Linked DNA regions of Ostrinia nubilalis: region 2 is linked to region 1. The links are chromatin contacts, called in public Hi-C maps. All regions are on one chromosome and are shown on one strand. Each heading gives the region's core, a stretch centred on a gene start, on an enhancer-like site or on the middle of the called end of the contact. The rest is flanking DNA. Distances are from core to core; before and after follow the strand shown.

Region 1 (6,067 bases), core at 1,061-3,560:
CGTATTCAAAGTGTCATCGAAAAATTTTGTATGAAAAATTAAACAGCGCCCCCTAGGGCGGCTATAATATAGGGGGCGCTGTTTAATTTTTCATACAAAATTTTTCGATGACACTTTGAATACGCAACGAAACGAACTCGAAAGTTTTTCCTACTAGAGGTACTGAGCTGTTGTAGTCAAAAGCCGTTAGTTAGTTAGTCGTCGTTCGCCTTTAAGAGATATTAAAAATGAACTTGTTGTCCAAGTAAATAGTAGGATTTTTTTACATATTAACATGTTAAAATTTTAAATTGTCACTTGAGTTGCTTGTTTTGGATCCAACATTAAAATTGCAAGTAGGTATTATTTTTGATCATTTAAGTATGTTGCACCGTTTTGACCTTATCGATGTCCTGTGGCTCATAAATTGACATTGACATCAGGGTTGTGACCCTGAGGTGAAGTTGATAAAAAATAGCTGTTGCAACCCTCACGAGAGAAGATCAAAACTTAAGTGAAAAAAATAAACAACTGCTAAAATGTAGGTATTGCAAAGATGTGGGGCAACAAATGGCGTGGCACAAATGCAGGAACAATAGTAAAAATATTCCATTGTAAGAGAAATTGTTCCGATCAATAAAAGAACGAAAGTTGGGAGTGGCTAAAAGTAATAATGGTAAAATGTCATAACCACAGTTGAAATGGCAATATTGACAACAGCAAGAGTTAAATATAAAGTCAAATAAATAATACTTTCCTACTTTTTTCCTGCTTGTTTGCTGAAAAAACTGCAGCTTAAGTAGTTTTTCTCCCAATCCATGGGTGAAAATTTTTATGAAAAATCATCCATGTAAGTATAAAAGTTACTGCTGTGGTCTACCATATTTATAATTTATCACTGACCTGAATGTGTCATTATTTATTAGGTACGTGACTCAAATCGCTACTGATGTGGGGATTTCTGACTGTGAGCAAATGTATTTTATAAATTAAATTACTTAATTATTAGAAATATTTTAACATAATATTAATATTTAATTTTCTAAACCTCAATACTGATGATGCAACTGTTTTTGTGTCATGAGTGCCTTTTTCCTGTGATGCGGATTTCGGCACTTGTGGGGATTGAATATGCATTTAATTATAATTATTTCATACTTACATGTTTTTTTTAAACGTGGATTGGCTGCGGGTACACAGTACGAAATCTTTGTCCTGCGTGCAACCAGCAGGGGGCGTACCTAGTGTGAGTTTATATTATCAAACGTCGTCACTAGTGAGCGCGTAAAAAAAGACACTGACGCCCGTATTCACAAACGATACGTCTTGCTTAAGCAGCAAATCGAACGCACAGTGTTGAATAGAGCTTTGTGATTGGTTCGTGTGTCACCTTGTAAGTCCACGCGCACTGTGAGACCTCATAGTAATGTTTGTGATTACAGCGCCCCTAGCGGAAACTTTGAAGAACTAATATTTTCGTATATTTTTTTAACGCGCTCACTAATGAGGACGTTTGATGTAATGTAAACTCACACTATGTAAGCCTCAGATCATAGAAAGGGATGATATGAGTGAGATTGTAAGCCCTCACGCGGACCACGCGTGCCGACATCCGCATCTGTAGGTACTATTTCTTAAACTTAGCCTTCTGTGATGATTTGTCTTTGATGGTAGTGGTAACAATTTGTCACTACCAATATGGTAGTATGAACGAATTTTAGATAATGGTGATAAAAATACTACGAGGGAGGGGTTGGTAGGTTACTAAGTTAAAAAACGCTTTTTTTAAAGAAAGTAAGAAGTAAAACCACAGAATAATGGTAAAACTTAGCCACATTTTACATTTGAAATTTTTTTAAATTCGTTTTTTTACCTATTAAAATGAAATTTTTAAACTTGGTATTACTACGAGCTAGGAATTCGAGTTCTCGCTGCTTTGTGTAGTGTACCGCCATCTTGCGGTGAGTAGCCATGTTTGTTTACCATCGTTGCTTAAACGGACTGTCCCTAGATGTCGTTTAATACGTAACATTCAACAGTAGCACAGATAATACAGTAGACAAATAGAAATTTAAAAAAAAATATTTGCATTAAAAAATGGTAAATTGGGTGTCCAATTTTATAGGCCCAGTGTTATTTTTGTTTTATTTTTAAATATAATAATAGCTCATTTAAGAATATTTATCGATACCCTAAAATTGCTAATTGGTAATTTGGTAATGAGTATCACTTTCTCTTTGATTTGTCTATGGTTAGAAAAATTTAAGAGGAGGAGGGATTTTTCATTTTAAATTCAAATCTGCATAATCACCACGCGGTTGTTACTTACGAGTTGGTATTTCATAAAAGTAATTTGGTGATCTTAAAAAATATTACTACAACGAATTTTGTTTTAGGCAACAGTTGATAACGAAAACAAGTGAATTATTAATAATAACAATAAAATTCTGAGTACTACAAAAATGAGTGGTTTTACGGTTAAGTTTACGGTAACCCAATGTGATCCAAAAAACTATGGAGTAAGTATTTATTTAAGACTCAAATCCTTTAATAACGTTTGTTTTTTGTAATGCAAGCATAACTATTACTACTTATCGTGATTGTGTCTTGATTATGAGTAATTAGCTAACTACCCTACAGAAAAAAACGTATTCTGAACGAATTTTGTTCTATTTTATTTTTGATACCTAATAATTATGTAGGTACCTACTTAAATATTTCTTAAAGTAAAATTCTACTTATAATCATTATTATTCTCCACTGTGGGTAACTTACCCATCCTAAATATGTTCTTAAAAGTTTTAATAACATTTTTTCCTATATTTTTTTTAGACAAAGTTGCTGAGAGTGATGGGGGATTGGCAACTGGAAAGCAAAGACGTTAAAACAAGAATAAAGAATTTGTACTATGCTGATACCTGGAGAGATTGTCTTTTTTTATTTGATGATAGCGAGCGATCGGTGGTAGCTCACAAACTGGTGCTCGCTGTAGCCTCGCCGGTGTTTGCCGCCATGTTCTTTAGCGGACCAGAAACTATTAAACCTATGAAAATAACTGACGTACAGCGTGATACTTTTTTTGAAATGATAAAGTAAGTATTGAACAGTAAGTGTTTTACTTACCTTTATTAATTTGTCCGCCATATAATAATTATATAAAATATAGAATACCCATTACCAAAATATATTATGTAATACATAGGTATGTCGGGCCCTATTGCGATTAATCTAGCTAAACTAACTTTTATTCTTCTTATAATTATTATGTATAGGTACTAATATTATTAGGTCTTCACCTATGAAATAAGCGTTTTGTATAGAGGATTTTACGAAAATTCATTTTACCATACTAACATATTTCGAATTTTTAAAGAACCACAAATTCAAATTTTATAGGGTAGAATAAAACAACATTTAGCTATTATTATAATAATGTAATAGAAAAGGCTAAGATTTTTTTTTTAAATTGGTATCTGTAAAAAAATATTTTTATAACGAAAACGGACGCCACATAGGACGAGCTGTCTTTGAAGATTAAATTCTAATCTAATTAATAGTAAAAGTAAGCTAACCTTAAAAATGAAATTTCAAATAAAAAATTATGATGAATATAGCTAAGTGTACCTATGTTAGAGAAAAAAACGCTAATTTAATAGGTTTTTGCATAACATCATTTTGATTATAATTTATTGTGCTATTATAAACACTTTTTTTCATTTTACTCTGTTCTGCTGGTCGTAATGTTTCAGATTTTTTTTTTTTATTAAAATGATCCAACAATTTGTAAAATTATTTCAGGTACATATACACTGACACTATAGACCCGAAGTCATTTTGCGATGCCAGTGATCTATATGACGCGGCTAAAAAATATAAGTTGGTACAACTACAAAAACTGTGCATACAATATATTTTGCGTGAATTAAATCCAGAAGATTGTTGTTCTGCATATGAATTTGCTGTGAAGTATGATGAAAAAGAATTGTTGAAAGCGACCGAAAATGTGAGTAACTTATTTATTTGATTTGATAGTTGGAAGTGTTAAACCCTAATCTATCTAAGTTTTGTAATAAATTTATTCTTATTCTTAATCTTTGCTTTTTCTTTTGTAGTTTATAAAGACTAGAACTACGGAAGTGTTAAAGAGCATTGACTTTCTAGGTGCATCGCTAAGCACTGTCCAGTATATTTATTCTTTGGATACCTTTGCTATTAAAAGCGAATTGGAATTATATGTAGCTCTTCAGAAATTTGCCGTGACCATCGGTTATTACGACTCAGAGCCAAGTGGTGAAAACAAACAGATTAGCGAAACAACTCAGAAAGTGAGTATAAATGCATTGAACGGGTGTAAAAATAAATATTCATTACTGCAACGAGAGAACCTCATTCTGCAATTGAGTTTAAGTAACCACCATTACTTAGTGTCAAGTTTTAAGTAATCACATCATGTCTAATTCTTCCAATAAATATTCTATCTGAGAAATTATGTAGATAGTTTCTCTATAAAACACTCGCTTAGTGAGATCTATTGGTTAACTTGACGAAATAAATTTATTGCTCGACTTTTTGTTTGTCTTTTAATTTCTTATAAATTGACATCCTAATTGGTAACTCATAAATATTTTTATTCAATACAGGATAATCAAGTTGAAGAAATTAAGCAAGAAACAAAAGAAAATATAAATGACGCGGATGCATTTCAAGGTTAGTAAGCATAACTTGTACATAAATAGTGAGATTATTGAAGAATAGCATGAATATAGAAAGTTTTACATCGGAGTGGATTGAATAATATCTATTCCTCAGGTAACTGAGGTTATTTAAACAATAATAAACAGCAAATTGGTTGGAATCAACTTTTACTATTAACATTATCTATGACTGTGATAGATATTCCAAAAATTATTAAAATCTAGCCATTCACAGATTAGAGTCGAGTTTATTAATGCCTTTTTCATGATGTAGGTAGGTAAGCCTTAAAACCGAATAAGTTACTAATACCTGTGCTAATACTTCGTTTTAAATCTAACTAAATAATATCATTTTTATTTACAGATTGTGTTGATATTAAATCAACATCAGAAAAAAGTAATCCACCAAAAATGGAAAATCTAAAAGATAAGTCTACAATAGAAAAGGATGGCAAAATAGAAAAAGTCGTTTCAGGTAATGCTTAGATTAATAGCACCTAGAGGGCAGGGGTAGTGTGTAGTCTTCATACAAGCGATTCGTGCGCGTGCGCATACGTGAGAAAAAAATCCTAATAATGTAATCCAATGTCATCTTATATACGTTTTCACTAGTGTTTGTCTTTATCAACTATCAGAATGTACCTACAAGGAACTTAGCCATTTTGAGTGCCTCAATATTCATGCGCTTATTCTAGGCTTTATTAATTTAGGTTAGGTATGAGATAAATAAAGAACTTGGTCTATTTTTTTCGAACCATCAAATACCTTCCATACCTAGAGTTTATGGTTTTTACTAATATAAAAAAAGTTTTAATGTCATTGTTTGCTATTTTTTTCACCAGAATTCAAATCGGCGCGGGTAATCATTCGCGAAATTCTAAAAACCATTCGTTTTTTAACGATACCTGCTGAAGAATTTGCAAAAATATCCGCCACGCCGCCACTGCTCACTCAGTCGGAAATTATTGCTATACTACTCAACATAGTAAACCGGCCCAAAGCAAAATTACCTATGCCAGAAGGGTTCTCGATTGCGTTAGATAAAAGAATTGCGGTGAGTACAACCAATTAATACTAAACTTGGTATTAACTTTTCTAGAGCCACTAACCGTGACAAATGCGACGTGTATTGCCCTTCTAAAAAGTGTATAAAAACTAGCGCTTCCTCACGCCTCTTATTTGAACTGAACTGCTTTTTCTAGAAGAACTTTAGTTTCATCTATCACCTCTTTGATTTTCATGTGAGCTAGATACAGTCGTTCGTTACAGCCAAATGACGTCCACTGCTGGACAAACGCCTCCCCCAAGGATTTCCATAACGACCGGTAATGCGCAGGTGTTGAGCTCATAAAATATTCTATTCCAGAAATTTCCAATAATACACTTACACGAGC
Region 2 (6,067 bases), core at 2,247-4,746, 970 kb after region 1:
AAATCCGTCTGTGGAGACATGCGGTGGAATCGTACGTAATGAAATGAATGACGCGCTTCGAGTGGAAGGTAGGGTGAGTTGGTTAAAGGACTGTAAGGAATTGTTGGGTTTTAACTGAGATTTTTTTAGATATTACTCATTAAAGTTTGCGACCTGGAAGTCCAGGTTAGCAAGGGCTAAACTTATTAAACACTGTTACTCATTTAACTTAGGTAAGTAGTTTTAGATGGTATTTTGGAACAAAAATATTCATAGTCTGGTCCAGTCAGCGTCCAATAGTTCGTAACACTCAAACTAGCCGAAAAGTTCGCAACACGTCTTTGTTACAATTGGAATGGTTGTGTTGTCAGCTTTTTGAACACTTTGGGTATCATGAACTGTATGACTGACTGTACTGTCCCCCGTTTCTTTCTTCAATACTACAGCCATCTTTGGGCGCACCAGCACCGCCAAGATAGTTAGGAGTCGAAGTGGTCGCTATTGCCAAAATCGGTCGGATTAATAATACTTATCATAATTATCAGGACAGTAACACAAAAATCAGAGTATTTTTGACTAAAATAATAAATAAGGATAAGTACTTACATGGCTTCCGATCTATGTGGGTGGCAATGAATCCCGATGACCTTGAAGCCCACCCCACCAGGCAGTCAAAGTAATCTGGTAAACAAAAAAAATCCTTTTTAATAACAAAGCCTCAAAACAAACCTGCACCTGCATTATCTGCAAATTGCAGACTTAATAAGAACATGGAGTGACGTTATTTCGCTTTATCTTTCGCAAAACGAGGCGAGGACGGCAAAGACAGTACTTAGGGTAATTGCTCGCCGCAACGCAGAACAATCAGACGTGTCGCAAAGAATCAAAATCAGGGACGGAGTCAGGGCATACTTTGTTTTTAGTTCGTTCGTTCGTTTCAGCCGAAAGACGTCCACTGCTGGACAAAGGCCTCCCCCAAGGTTTTCCACAAAGACTGGTCTTGCGCCGCCCGCATCCAGGCACCTCCCGCGACCTTCACCTGTCGGTCCAACTAGTGGGAGGCCTGCCCACACTACGTCTTCCGGCTCGTGGTCGCCACTCGATAACTTTTCTGCCCCAGCAGCCATCAACTCTACGAGCTATGTGTATTTTTAGTTCATCACGAACTAAATATACAGTACAGTAGAATCTCGATTATCCAGATATCCGATTATCTGGACTCATACTTCATGGCTCTAGTTACCGATTTAGGGCCTCAATCATCGATCCATCAACACGGCACGGCGCCGCCACCATAACACGGTATCGGACGTCGTCTTGATTTGATTCACATGGTCTAAGGCGAAGTTTTTTGATTCATAGTTATAACCAATTGTTAAATTTTGCTACTAATGGTTAAATATTAACAAAATGGAAACTAATAGTTAAAAAATGTACTAAAAGTCAAGCTAACCATTGTTCGAAAAAAATATTTTCTGATATTTAACCACTCGTCATTTGACATCTGTTAAATTTGACTATTGGTTATTTTAACTACGAATAAAAAAAACTGGGCCTTAATGATGTATGCAAACCAGTTTTCTTAAAAAAAAAAGTGAATTATTGTTTGATTTTCCTTTGAAATCGATAGACCTATAGGCTCTTTAAGAACAATAAAATTGACGATGAAAGTTCCAATTTAATTAGCCCAGACAGAGTTCCAATTTAATTTAAAGTTATTTTTGTTTTTATTTCGAAAGTTGCCCCAAGTCCGTCCCTGTTTTACAGACTGCTACATGTCACGTTTTCTATTACACACTAGCAAATTTAACTTCGCAATTATGCCGAGTTTTATTATGGGGTTAGACCATAATGGCACATTTGACTGCAAGGGATTTGAGATGTGTAAGTAACCTAATTCGAAGAAATTAAAGCCGACAGTGGCTTGCGAGTGTCGTGGAAAAAGTTGCGGCGAATCTGTATGAAATGCATGGAGTAAGAGTATGAAAAATGGAAGACTGTGGGTGTTTCTCATTGTTTTAATGGAGTCGAATAAGTTAGACTAATTATGTACTTCCAGATATCTTTTAACTGGTTTTTGTTTACTGTTATTAGGAGCCATTTAGCTAATTAAATCTATAGGTACCTGCTTACGATGGCTTTCAGTGAGTGTTATCTGGTACTTTTATGTAGCCGAACGGTAAAGGTGTCTGACTGACCGACTCGCGTTCCTACGAAACACAGGTTCGAACCCCGTCGCCGCTTGACTATTTGTGGTAAACCTATTGGTAATAGGCAATATTTCTATTTTACTTACGAGAGGTTAACGTGGCCATTAGTAATTTGTGCAACACAGATAATTATTAAAAAATAAAACTGAAAAAGGTAAGTTTGATGAAAACAGGTCGTCAGGTAGCTTTCTTAAAGTTCATGATCGCCAGCCATTATATTTGATTGTGTATGCAAACATGAGCACAGTTTATAAATACATTCAAGCGTCTTATCTACACATAAGTGACTCCCAAACATTCAAGTTAACTGCATTATAATGAAGTTTATTTTATTGTCTTGGTTTTCACATGACACTCATAAAAATGTCGTTTAGATGTGTGGCATTAAGATTACTGGATAAGCTCAATGTCAAATTGTAGTAAATTATGGTCATTTGTGTAGAATCGGCGCTTGAACATGTTAGAAAAATAGGTAAACCTGCGATTTCTTTGACCCCTCTATTATTTTTACTCACATCACATCACTAAAGATGTAGGTTAGGCAGATATAGTGATGATGATAATCCACAGTATTTTTATCATCTTTCAACATTAATTGTTTGTCCATTCTCCATAAAAAAATGTTTTCAATACAAAAATAATTATTTTGTTCTAGTCTGGGAAAAAAAATATTTCCTAGGATTTTAACAAGATTTTAAAAATACTGGTAGGTATTCGCAAAGATTGAGAAATTCTTTTTTTCACTGAGAAAAAATTATGAATTAAATCAAAATATTTATTCACGCCATCTATCGCTTAGTAAAGACACTACGCAGTAATAATAACAGCATCCCTTGACAGCGTCATCTAGCGGTAAGGTACTGCACTAGGATAGCTAACATTGCCATCTAGTGTCGAATAGCTGAACCAACTTCACAGTGAACAAGATTCCTAGCATCAAAACTTAAATAAAAGCTAGTGAAAAAGTTTCGTATACAACTACTAGATGTCACTATTTGGCAAAAAAAGTACTACCTCTCTTATCCGACTGCAGAAAAATGTATTCTTAATTGGAAATACAATGTAAGTAAGTAAACAATTTTTATTGTGAACTTTTACTGTAAAAGATTAAGTAAACAGTTACTTTCAAACGAATTGTTAGGTTTTTCCAGCTATACGAGTATTATTACTACGCTAAAGCTTCGACCTTCCCAAAGCGAATCGGTCGAATATTTTGACACAATCAATCATAAAGATAAAAAAGCTTTCATGGTAATGGACTACTGCATATTATCTCGAGTGGCAGATAGCACTTGCCATTCCGTCATGGTTTTTGAATGTGGCGTCCGTCTTTTTGGGAGCATTGGACCATGGATTTGGATGAAGACGACTTGCTCAACGTAAGTTCTGATTTATTTTACTACGTGAATGCCATTTCTTTAAAGAAATATAAGTACCTAACTGGTGAAGTTTGTAAAGTACCGAGTTATTTTTTGGTAATAATAAACCAACGTTAACGTTAAGTAGGTAGGTAGGTACTTTACTTACTGATAATTTTTATCATTGTCTGATGATTAAAATAACTCGAAAAAGCTCTATCTTTAAAATTACGATTTAAAGTTAAGTTTAAGCTTAAGCCAAAGTTAACACAAGATTAAGGTACTCTTAAAACTTATTATTGACATGAATGTAATGAAACAACATTCGAGTAGGGTGGATGTACCTAACTTCTGTACGTATACAAACTTAGTCGTTATTTCTATCTACGCTTGAATTCAAAAAGTATAACCATAGTCTGATAAGCTGTACACAAAAGGTATATTATGTTTTACTCAGCATCCATCCACTTTTTTTAGGAAGGAGAGGCGAAAGTTTAGAAAGTTTTTTTTTTTTTCAAATTAACAAAAAGGCCGCCAATTTTCTTTTCAGTGGGACACAACGCAGCATGACTTCCCCAACGTGCTGTGGATCATCAAGCCCCCCCAAGAGATCGCCGTCAAGACCATCGCCATGCTGGTCATCGGAATCTCTGGGATATTTTTCAACTCCATCATCCTTATTATTCTTATTCGTAACAAGTTAGTTTTTTTTATCAGGAGGCAGTGATTTTATTTATTGAAACAGACCTATCATTACACAACGTACAATGGCCAAAAAATATTTGATAATTTAACCATTCTGCCTTAACTTATTTTTGGATTTTTCATTATTATCTTTACTAGACTAATGTCAATAACCTGTACCTACCTACTTATATAAAATATTGGATGCAAAATACACTGATGGATTTTTGAAAATAAGCAGTGATTTTGAGTTCGTAAAAGTTATTTTGGTTATCATAAACTAAAACATAACCCATAGATGGCTCTGGTGTGCCAGCAACATGCTCATCGGCAACCTGGCGCTGGTGGACCTGGTGACTCTGCTCTTCTGCCCGTGGTTCATGCTGGTCAGGGACTTCTACCAGAACTACGTGTTGAAGACTTTCGGCTGCCAGTTTGAGGGCTTTATGCAAGGTGTGTATCAAAAAAGGTTGATGAACATTTCAGATTCATATTCTTTATCATCGTTTCAGTCACAGGACGGCCACTACTGATTTAAGACTCTCTCCAGCTTTTAGATTACATTGTTGTAAGATACATTCATAGCTGGGCATAAACTCGTTAATTAACGAAGTTAACATTTCTATTAACGGATTAACTTTTAAGTTAACTTTAAAAAATGTTAACGGACTCGTTAACTTCCGTTAAATTATCCTAAGTCCGTTAATTGTTAATCCAGTACCTATTATTTACCAAAAAGATTTATTTATTTATTTATTTATTTATTTATTTATTTATTTATTTATTTATTTATTTATTTATTTATTTATTTATTTAAAAAAAACACTAGAAAAACGCGTTCTGACAAGTACGTTCGGGATTCCAGAACTTCCAGAACCCAAAACAACAGTTTTTGTAACCAGAAAGGAACGATATAAAAAATGCATTTTTTTTATATAAATTTACAAGCTTATAATTGACTTCACTTGTTAGTATGTGTGGGACAAATCTTGCAACTGAATTTCAACCGATTGAGCTGCAATTTGGTATACTTATGTAAGTACGATGAAAATGCAATGTTGTGTTGTGGTACCATTGAGCTGGTCTGATGATGTAGTCAGGAGGCGGCCATAGGAAATCCTAAATGAAACGGCGGAATCGCATCGAATTTGGGTTCGTTGGATTTGTCTTTTCGAGCACTTTAGTACTAGATGATGTCCAGGGTCCTGATGATGGAGTCAGGAGGTGGCCATAGGAATTCCTAAATGAAACGGTGGAAACTTATCGAGTTTGGGTTTGTTGGATTTGTCTTTTCGAGCACATTGGTGCTAAATTGTATTGTAATTGAACCAAGGCTCTGAGATTGAGATACTATAGACTAAGAGCTGGTGAACGCCAGACCAACGTCATTTTATAAAAGCTGAAAGTTTGTCAGCGTATGCTCCCAATATAAATTAGAATGTTGGTGGATTCTGAAGTTTGGGTCATCGTGGGTTTGGCAGCTATCCTAAAAAAACTGTCTGGCAAGGAGTTGGAACTGTCAAAACTGTCTGGCTAAAAAGAGGAATAAATTCCATGCGCGATACAAGCTTTCGAAATTATTTGAACCTTGCATACAATTATTTTTTTCGTTTTATTATAATGTGTTAACGGATTAACGATTAACGTTAACTTGCGTTAAATCTTGCTAAATGTAACGTTTTAACGTTTAACGAAGTTAATTTTTTTATTAACGGTTTTGTTCCCCGTAGGTCTAAGTTGAGCCTAACTTCGAACCCTACAGGAGATTTATAATGAAAAACTGTATTTTTGAACTGGTTATATTACAAGATTAAATTAAGATGCGCGCGCGATGGT

What was found. Hi-C and Micro-C count contacts between places; a contact is called where the count stands out from the background.
Region 2: a contact with region 1 is called in a Hi-C map of whole body, with 4 times the contacts expected there. The contact joins the promoter of LOC135078965 here to the promoter of LOC135078511 in region 1. A contact is called at or near these places in 2 of 5 Hi-C or Micro-C datasets (both in whole body).

What each region holds. Positions count from the first base shown.
Region 1 is chr15:11,150,288-11,156,354 of ilOstNubi1.1, forward strand. LOC135078511 reads left to right here and starts at 2,311. Exons shown (of 9, transcript XM_063973052.1): 1 at 2,311-2,498; 2 at 2,812-3,071; 3 at 3,778-3,982; 4 at 4,092-4,304; 5 at 4,620-4,686; 6 at 5,038-5,148; 7 at 5,516-5,727. The coding sequence starts at 2,442.
Region 2 is chr15:12,119,841-12,125,907 of ilOstNubi1.1, forward strand. It overlaps LOC135078965 (neuropeptide receptor 22), which reads left to right and starts at 3,497. Exons shown (of 8, transcript XM_063973564.1): 1 at 3,497-3,568; 2 at 4,098-4,246; 3 at 4,530-4,684. The coding sequence starts at 3,506.